2 separate regions of the Hordeum vulgare genome follow, and region 2 is linked to region 1. The links are chromatin contacts, called in public Hi-C maps. All regions are on one chromosome and are shown on one strand. Each heading gives the region's core, a stretch centred on a gene start, on an enhancer-like site or on the middle of the called end of the contact. The rest is flanking DNA. Distances are from core to core; before and after follow the strand shown. Region 1 holds the start of LOC123447833 (DNA-(apurinic or apyrimidinic site) endonuclease). Region 2 holds the start of LOC123447832 (PHD finger protein ALFIN-LIKE 8).

What was found. Hi-C and Micro-C count contacts between places; a contact is called where the count stands out from the background.
Region 2: a Hi-C map of seedling shows a contact between it and region 1, with 4 times the contacts expected there. The contact joins the promoter of LOC123447832 here to the promoter of LOC123447833 in region 1. A contact is called at or near these places in 3 of 6 Hi-C or Micro-C datasets (leaf and seedling).

The regions. Positions count from the first base shown.
Region 1 is chr4H:50,865,270-50,869,141 of MorexV3_pseudomolecules_assembly, forward strand. It overlaps LOC123447833 (DNA-(apurinic or apyrimidinic site) endonuclease), which reads left to right and starts at 1,695. Exons shown (of 9, transcript XM_045124521.1): 1 at 1,695-2,038; 2 at 3,323-3,415. The coding sequence starts at 1,784.
Region 2 is chr4H:50,705,574-50,709,445 of MorexV3_pseudomolecules_assembly, forward strand. LOC123447832 (PHD finger protein ALFIN-LIKE 8) reads left to right here and starts at 1,987. Exons shown (of 5, transcript XM_045124519.1): 1 at 1,987-2,198; 2 at 2,323-2,355; 3 at 3,502-3,730. The coding sequence starts at 2,108.

The sequences.
Region 1 (3,872 bases), core at 445-2,944:
GCGCGTAGGAAATTTTTTGTTTCCCATGCGACGTTCCCCAACATCCTCTTCACGAAAAACCGAACACAGATCACAAGTATTAGGACAACAATAAAAGCAAACAGAAAGTGACCATAAAGCGACCAGTAGGCAAACTACAGGAAGGGAACATCCAATTCCTTAGCTCTAGCCCTTTGCTAGAGTTGACACTCACTTCTAATTGCGTCTGGAAACTCCCCGGCCCTGTATGCATCTACTATGAGATGGTTCATTATGTCTATAGAAGAATGTTTTATACTAACAAAGCATGACAATCTTTGTTGCTTTCGGTAAATAGCAACTGATAAGAGTGACCTCACTTGGATTCCCGCCCTCCGTGTTTGAAAATACCATTGTCTTTGGGCTAACGACTCCAAGCATTTTGACAGAAGAAGTCCAAGTGCTATAATAACACCTTCATGCTTGAAAGCTTCTTTTCGTGAGGACACATTAATAAATTCCTTTATAAGCAACGGACCAGAAGATAGAGTGAGTACCTTGAGCAATGCGAACAACCCAGAAAACTGAATGTCCCTTTCGTAGCATGAAACAATTATCGAGAAAAGAGATAATTTCCTAGCATTGATTTTGTCCACAAACATTTGTGTACTGAGTGCCTACTTGATCTGCAACTTCCAACTCAGGTATGACTTTCTCTTCAAGAGGCTTTCTAAAGCCCTTCTTCATCAAGGAACTCATCCACCACAACAACGCCGTGCTGAAAATCCAGCAACCGAGAAAGGTGACGTCGATCTCTCAGAATCGAAATCATCCTGAATGGCGTCATTGCTTAGCAAGTTGTGCAAACCAGTTGCTTTGTTGGCTCCTGCGTCGACACATTCTGTTAGAAAAATGTAAACCAAAATGATGCATAGTGTTATGGTGAGTAACTAATGAGAGGAAGAAGTGAGGTTTGGATTTGATTACTAACAGCAAAGAAATGGCCCAAAGAGGCACCGATTGCAAGCAACGCTAGGGCTCCTTACCAAAACATGAAGAAATCTTCCGAGTCTGCATGTCGGTCTAAGGAGGAAAGGTGGACAAATTGGCAGCGATGTGCCTTAGTGGAAGCAAGCCTCGAGGCGAGTTTGGCAGCGTGGGCAAAGGTGAGGCGAGGAGGAACTTTTTGGTACCTGGTGGCAACGAATCCCTAAGACTGAGACGAAGTGGGAGGCCGCTGGAAAAACAAGGGCGCTACAGCACGGGTGCATGCACCTTGTCGGGGGAGCGGGATAGCACACTCGTCGTGTCATGGGGACTGGGGACCTGGGACACTATATGATACTCTCTCTGTTCCTAAATATAAGTTTTAAAAAAAATTATTAGTGATTATATACAAAGCAAAATGAATGAATCTGTACAGTATACATGTATACATTCATATGTAGACCGTTAGTGAAATATAGAGACTTATATTTAGAATTGAAGTAGAATTATTAGGGCGTGCGCTGTGCATGGATGCCCTGATTTAGAAGTCGTCCGAGGTGCTCCGCGGCAGTGCCTGCGAGCGCCACCGGCGCAGTAGGGGTCAAGCCGGCGAGGAAGGCCCGACGAGAACGGAGAGTGTCGCGGAGGCGGCGGCGGCTGCTGGGCTTCTTGGGCTGAGATGCTGCTGGGCTTCTTGGGCCCTACCTAAGATACCGAAAGGCACCTTTTATCGGCAGAAAGAAAATATTTTGCCAGACCAGCCTCGTTGCTCCACTTCCGGTGTTCCCTCCTCTGCTGGCGGCTGCCGAGGAGCGGAGCCGCACCAGCCCAGCCGGCCATGAAGCGCTTCTTCCAGCCCGTAGTCAAGGACGGCTCCCCCGCCAAGAAGAGGCCCGCCGGGGCCGCGACCTCTGACTGCGTTGATGGCGCCGCCCCCACCGGGGCCGACGCCGCCGGGGAGGGCCCTCCCGGCGAGGAGCCACGCAGGTTCGTCACGTGGAACGCCAACAGCCTTCTGCTCCGGATGAAGAGCGACTGGTCCGCGTTCTGTCAGTTCGTCGCCCGCCTCGACCCCGACGTCATCTGCGTCCAGGTGAGCCGAGGCAAAGAGGGATCATTCGGCGCCCTTTTCTATGTATGTGTCCGGATTTGCTTGCTACCCCAGCTAAGGGTTTGGTTTTAGCCTGCAATGCCGTGTGCTGCTCGGAGGGGTTTTTAGGCGAGTGCGCTGCAATGTGGCACGCAAGAGCCGCCGTTGCTCGCAGGCATTTCGTCTAGCGCATTGGGGCGTGTACATATTAGTTGCCCTTTTGTGCAAGATTAATCCAGTTCTGGTATTCTAGGGTTTAACCCATCTGAAGCTGGCGTGCTGCATCCCTCGCGAGATTGATGGTGCCAGTTATTGTAGATGACTAGCTGGTGATTGATTATGAAGACAGAGATTCCTGCTGTGCATTTTTCTGGTTGTTTGGCATGCTGCGCTATATTTGCTCATGATACAGCAAGGCCTGAGCCTGCTATGTACAGTACTATTGAGAGTAGAGAACATGCAGTGTTGATGTTGTAGTGGCTAGATTGGTGTTTGCAGAGGTTGTGTTGAGCATTTTATGAAACAGACTGAACGCTGTGAAAATATTCTTAAATCAGTGAACTGATAATTGCTTGCCTGTTTCTTGTTATCTACTCCTAGCTAGGATGGAGTATTTATCATGGATTAATGTTGGCAACATCGCGGAAAGAAAAAGTGAGAAACTTGTTGTCGGTTTATCTGTTACTTATATTAGTCCTAGTGTTCCTATCCCAGATATTCGTTTGCTCAATTAGCCACTGTCTGCTGCTACAACAAGTATTCGTACCTATACCATGTGCAGCAATAGTACAAATACAACAAAATATAGGCCATATGGTGAAGTACTTGTCAAGCTGTATCATTATATGAGAAAACTTGTGTTCTTCTATATTATTCTGCTGTCTGGATACGGTGAATCGATTAACCCTAGCCTCCTTTTGAAATTGTAGCGCAATAGTTGAAATCCAAATCCGCCTTGGGTTCTTGTTTTAGTGCAGTAGAACAGGGATTATACCAAACCCCACTTTTGGGTTGTTGACAAGCCAAGGTTTTATTTCTGTTCAATTCCAATACCTTTAGTTGTTATGAGTTATGACAACTTAGCAAGTTAGCAGCCTAATAATATTATTGTTTGTACCTTTTTACTGTTTAGTTGCCCTAGCCACAAATTGTCATTTTGTTTTGTACTCTTAGTCAGTAATCACAACTGGTTGGGTTGTATACTAGTTTTTTGTATAGAACAATTTAAGCATATTATGTATATATCAGTGAGTAGGATCTTCGCTGAACTTCTTTGCCACTTGCCAGGAAGTGCGGATGCCAGCAGCAGGTTCCAAAGGGGCACCAAAAAATCCTAGTGAGCTAAAAGATGACACAACCTCGTCACGCGAAGAAAAACAGGTAATACTGAGGGAGCAGAGCTATTGAAAGTGGATCCCATATGTCAGATCTATTGGAATAGCAACTTATGTTATTATGAGGCCAAAGCCATCATATATACACATACGTGAGAAGCCAAAAGGCTACAAAAGGATGCCAAGAGACTAGAATGTAAAAGGCCAAAAGACATCGCTAATATAACTCTAACACCCCCCCTCAAACTCATGGTGGATCCACAACACTGAGTTTGGAGAGGTGAAATCCATGTTGCGCTCTAGTCTAAGCCTTCGTGAAGAAGTCTGCTAGCTTTAACTCGGAAGGCACATACTGAAGAGCAATAATATGATCCTGCACAGCAGCGCACACGTAAAAAGCATCAACACCAATATGCTTGGTAAGCTCATGCTTTACGGGGTCCCGCACAATACTGACAACACCTGTGTTGTCCAACAAGAGGGTGGTAGGTGTAGTTACAGAA
Region 2 (3,872 bases), core at 737-3,236, 160 kb before region 1:
TGGGTTTTCCGAGGAACAATAGCCTCTTTATTATTACTAGCAAAAGGGCCCGTGCGTTGCAACGGGAGAAAAAAAATACCACACGCTTTTAATCTTTTTATAATCATTTTGATTTATTAAAATAATAAGCTAACTAACTAATGTAGTCAGTCCTATCCTATTTTGTTGAGAAATCAGCGTGTCCATTGTTAATTTCATCATGATGAGAAATTGAGCGGGACAATCAAAGCAAAACAAAGAGGCTACGTGAAATGATCAATGGACCGTTATCTTATTTTACTCATGGGGTAGAGAATGTGGGATCAGATGACAAACTAAAGGTGGTGTTTCATTCTCTGTCTCTACAACAATACAATCTTACATTCAATACATTCATTCATCAGCAAACAAATCCCCACAAAACAAAATTTCTTGTCGGTGCTTGGCACACGGCTGGAGGCATGGGGAGGGGATCTCATCAGATGATGAGTTCCTGTCGGAGGAGGGGATACGATGTGGGGAGCAAGGGTTAGGCGCCTCTATCTTGCCATAAGGAGTCGTCGTTGCCGCATCATAACCTCGGAGTTCCCCGTGTGAGCCATGGAGGCCCGCCTCCACCTGCAAGTACTTCGCTCCGCCGCGCCTTATCCGCGCGCCGCCGCCGTTCTGCATCGAGAAGACGCATCATCCATAGTCACTGTAGCTGCCACGTTGATTTGATCCAGAAGTTGTGCTCGAGCGCCGAAACGGAGGCAGCAAGCGGGCAGAGGTACGGCAGGCGGGTGGGTTGAGATCGACAACAGTGGTGGTTGAGGTTGGCCGCGGCGGCGAGTGGTGTGGCAGCGGTCTGGGCACAGGCCGGGGTGGACCAGGGTCGATGCGATGCGCTCGAGCGTCGCAATGGGGGCAGTGAGCGGGGAGAGGTACGGCCGCGGAGGCGGGTGGGTTGAGATCGGCAGCGGTGGCGGTTGAGGTCGGCGGCGGCGGCGAGTGCGTTGCAACGGGAGAAAAAAATATCACACGCTTTTAATCTTTTTATAATCATTTTGATTTATTAAAATAATAAGCTAACTAACTAATGTAGTCAGTCCCATCTATTTTGTTGAGGTCGTCGGCGGCGGCTTGGGTACAGGCGAGGGTGGCCGAGGGTCGACGGGAGGATGCGATGCGTACGGGTATAATTTTTGCAGCGAATCGTTTTTTTCCTTTTACGTTGCAGATAAATGATGAAGCCCGGGTTGAATAACAAAAATTACAGTTTTTTTTTTCTAAAAATGTCGCGGTGGGTTTTCCGACGGAAGCTATAGCCGTTTTATTATTACTAGCAAAATAGCCCGTGCGTTGCAACGGGAGAAAAAAATACCACACGCTTTTAATATTTTTATAATTATTTTGATTTATTAAATAATAAGCTAACTAACTAATGTAGTTAGTCCTATCCTATTTTGTTGAAAAATCAACCCGTCCATTGTTAATTTCACCATAATGAGAAATTGAAGCGCGGGTTGAATAACAAAAATTACAGGGTTTTTTTTATAAAAATAACGTGGTGAGTTTTCCGACGGAAGCAATAACCACTTTATTATTTGGTATAGATTAGGGGTATGGATTAGGTATATAGATATAGATTTGAAACGTCGAGGGCCTAAAACGATTCGACAGCACGAGATTTTCGGGTATCGGCTAATTTTCGCTTATTTTGAGGCGTGCAAAGTCGCACGGAGCCAGAGACAGCCGCTGCAAAGGGACCCACACGCCAGCGGCCCATCGGGGATGCGTTTAACCCGGCTTTACAGCGGTCAGAGCTTTGCCGCGCGTGACCGTTTTATCCGGAGGTGCAGCTGAAAATCGCAAACCTTTCCTGGGTGCGAACGCAATTCCACCAGCAAAGCAGTCAAGCAAGTGCGGTAAATTTGCAGTCGGAACCTCGACGCGATTCGAAACCCGCGCCCCGGTCCCCCGAACTGGCCATTCCGCTCCACTATCCATCTCCTCAAAATCCATTTCCTCCGCTGGTCGCCCTCCCCCCGGCTGTTCTAAAAGCCTTGCTACTCGCCTCGGCCAGTCGCCTCCGCCACCAAAACCCTAACCCTAGCCCCGGAGCTCAGGCGACACTCGCGCGCCCCGAATGGACGGAGGAGGGACGCATCGCACGCCGGAGGACGTGTTCAGGGATTTCCGCGCGCGGCGGGCCGGCATGATTAAGGCGCTCACCACCGGTGCGCGCCGCGCTCGCTTTCTTCTCCCCGTCCGATTTTTCATTTCGGCTGTTTTCCTGGGGGTCCGCGTGAGGATTTGGAGGTTCTGATTGGTTTCTGGTCTTTTTGGTTGGTGGATTTGCAGATGTGGAGAAGTTCTACCAGCAGTGCGACCCAGGTGAGCTCGCGACCGTCTCCGATTCGCCCTTCTCGGACCTCGAAATCGCCGAGGTTTCACATGGAAGTGATGCGGTTTTTTTTTTACCTGTTTGAGTGGAGTTTGTGTTTCTGGTGTGGATTCCATCTTTGCCTCTTTTCTCAAATGGAAATTTGTGCGTGACTTGTTTCTTAACTTGTTATTGGCTCTAATTTGGTAGTCCCTGTGCCCCGATTTCTGCAGGGGAATTTCGCTGGAATTCCTGTACTAGTGGGTTGGGGATTTTCCGAATTAGGAAGCTTTGTGATTTTTGCAGGAAAGGTCACTGGATTATTTTCCGTCTGTTAATTTGGTGGTTCTTGCTTTCGATCTACTAACAGATCAGTTGTACTAGAAAAATGGTGCGTGTGCGTGTGCGTGTGGGTGGGTGTCAGTGGGTGTGGGTAAGAGAGAGAGAGAGATGAGGTGGGGCGCTTGTTTTTTTCCTTGATTTGTTGACTAGTGCTCTCGGCGTCCCTTCACACAGAAAAATGATGTGTGGTGCGGTGTAACCAAATGACCATGGTATCCATCTTATGAAGGGTATTTTCGGGCTTTTATTTAATTAGTCATTTTCCACTGACATGGTGCAGAAGTTTAACAGTACTAGATCAGGCTATCCTGTGGAGAACTTTCGAGGCTTCCAAGTTTTGGTGCGCCATCTTCGTTTGGCATTCTTTTTCGCGCCTTTCGGTTAACTACCACATGTCCTCGTGATTTCAGATGTTATACTCACTAATTTGCCATTTTTTAGTGTATCCTACTGCAAGTTGGCAGCTGTGCTGTTTATCCTGAATTAGTCTTAAAATTTGTAGTACTTCATAGACCCAGAGTCTCGTGTTACATCTGGGTTAGGATGGCGAAGGCGCATTATAGAATATGATCGGACGGATCTTTTCCTCATTCTTCTTCTTTTCTCGTTTTTGTTTCTTGGGCACACAGTTGCCGTCGTGCTGAGGCTTTCTTGTCTCGGCTTATTTTTATTAGATACTCCCTCTGTAAACTAATGTAAAAGCGTTTAGATTACTAAGATAGTGTCCTAAATGCTCTTATATTAGTTTACGGAGGGAGTAGAATATAATCCTGAATGTGACCTGGAGGCTTAAGAGGTTGTCTTTCTGATTTCAGAGAAAGAGAATCTGTGTCTGTATGGTCTTCCCAATGAAACATGGGAAGTGAACTTGCCTGCAGAGGAGGTTCCCCCAGAACTTCCAGAGCCAGCACTGGGAATTAATTTTGCTCGGGATGGGATGGATGAGAAAGATTGGTTGTCACTTGTTGCGGTGCACAGTGATGCCTGGTTGTTAGCAGTATCCTTCTACTTTGGAGCAAGATTCGGGTTTGACAAAGAATCCAGGTATTGCATTATTTTAGGGGCATGCAGTTTTTTTTTAACTCCTACTTATGATTTGCTTATGGTTGTATAATGTTGCTCTACCCTTCATCTTTTAGCAAATGTTGTTATGCTCTGGTTTTAGTCATATTCTGATATTGTGACC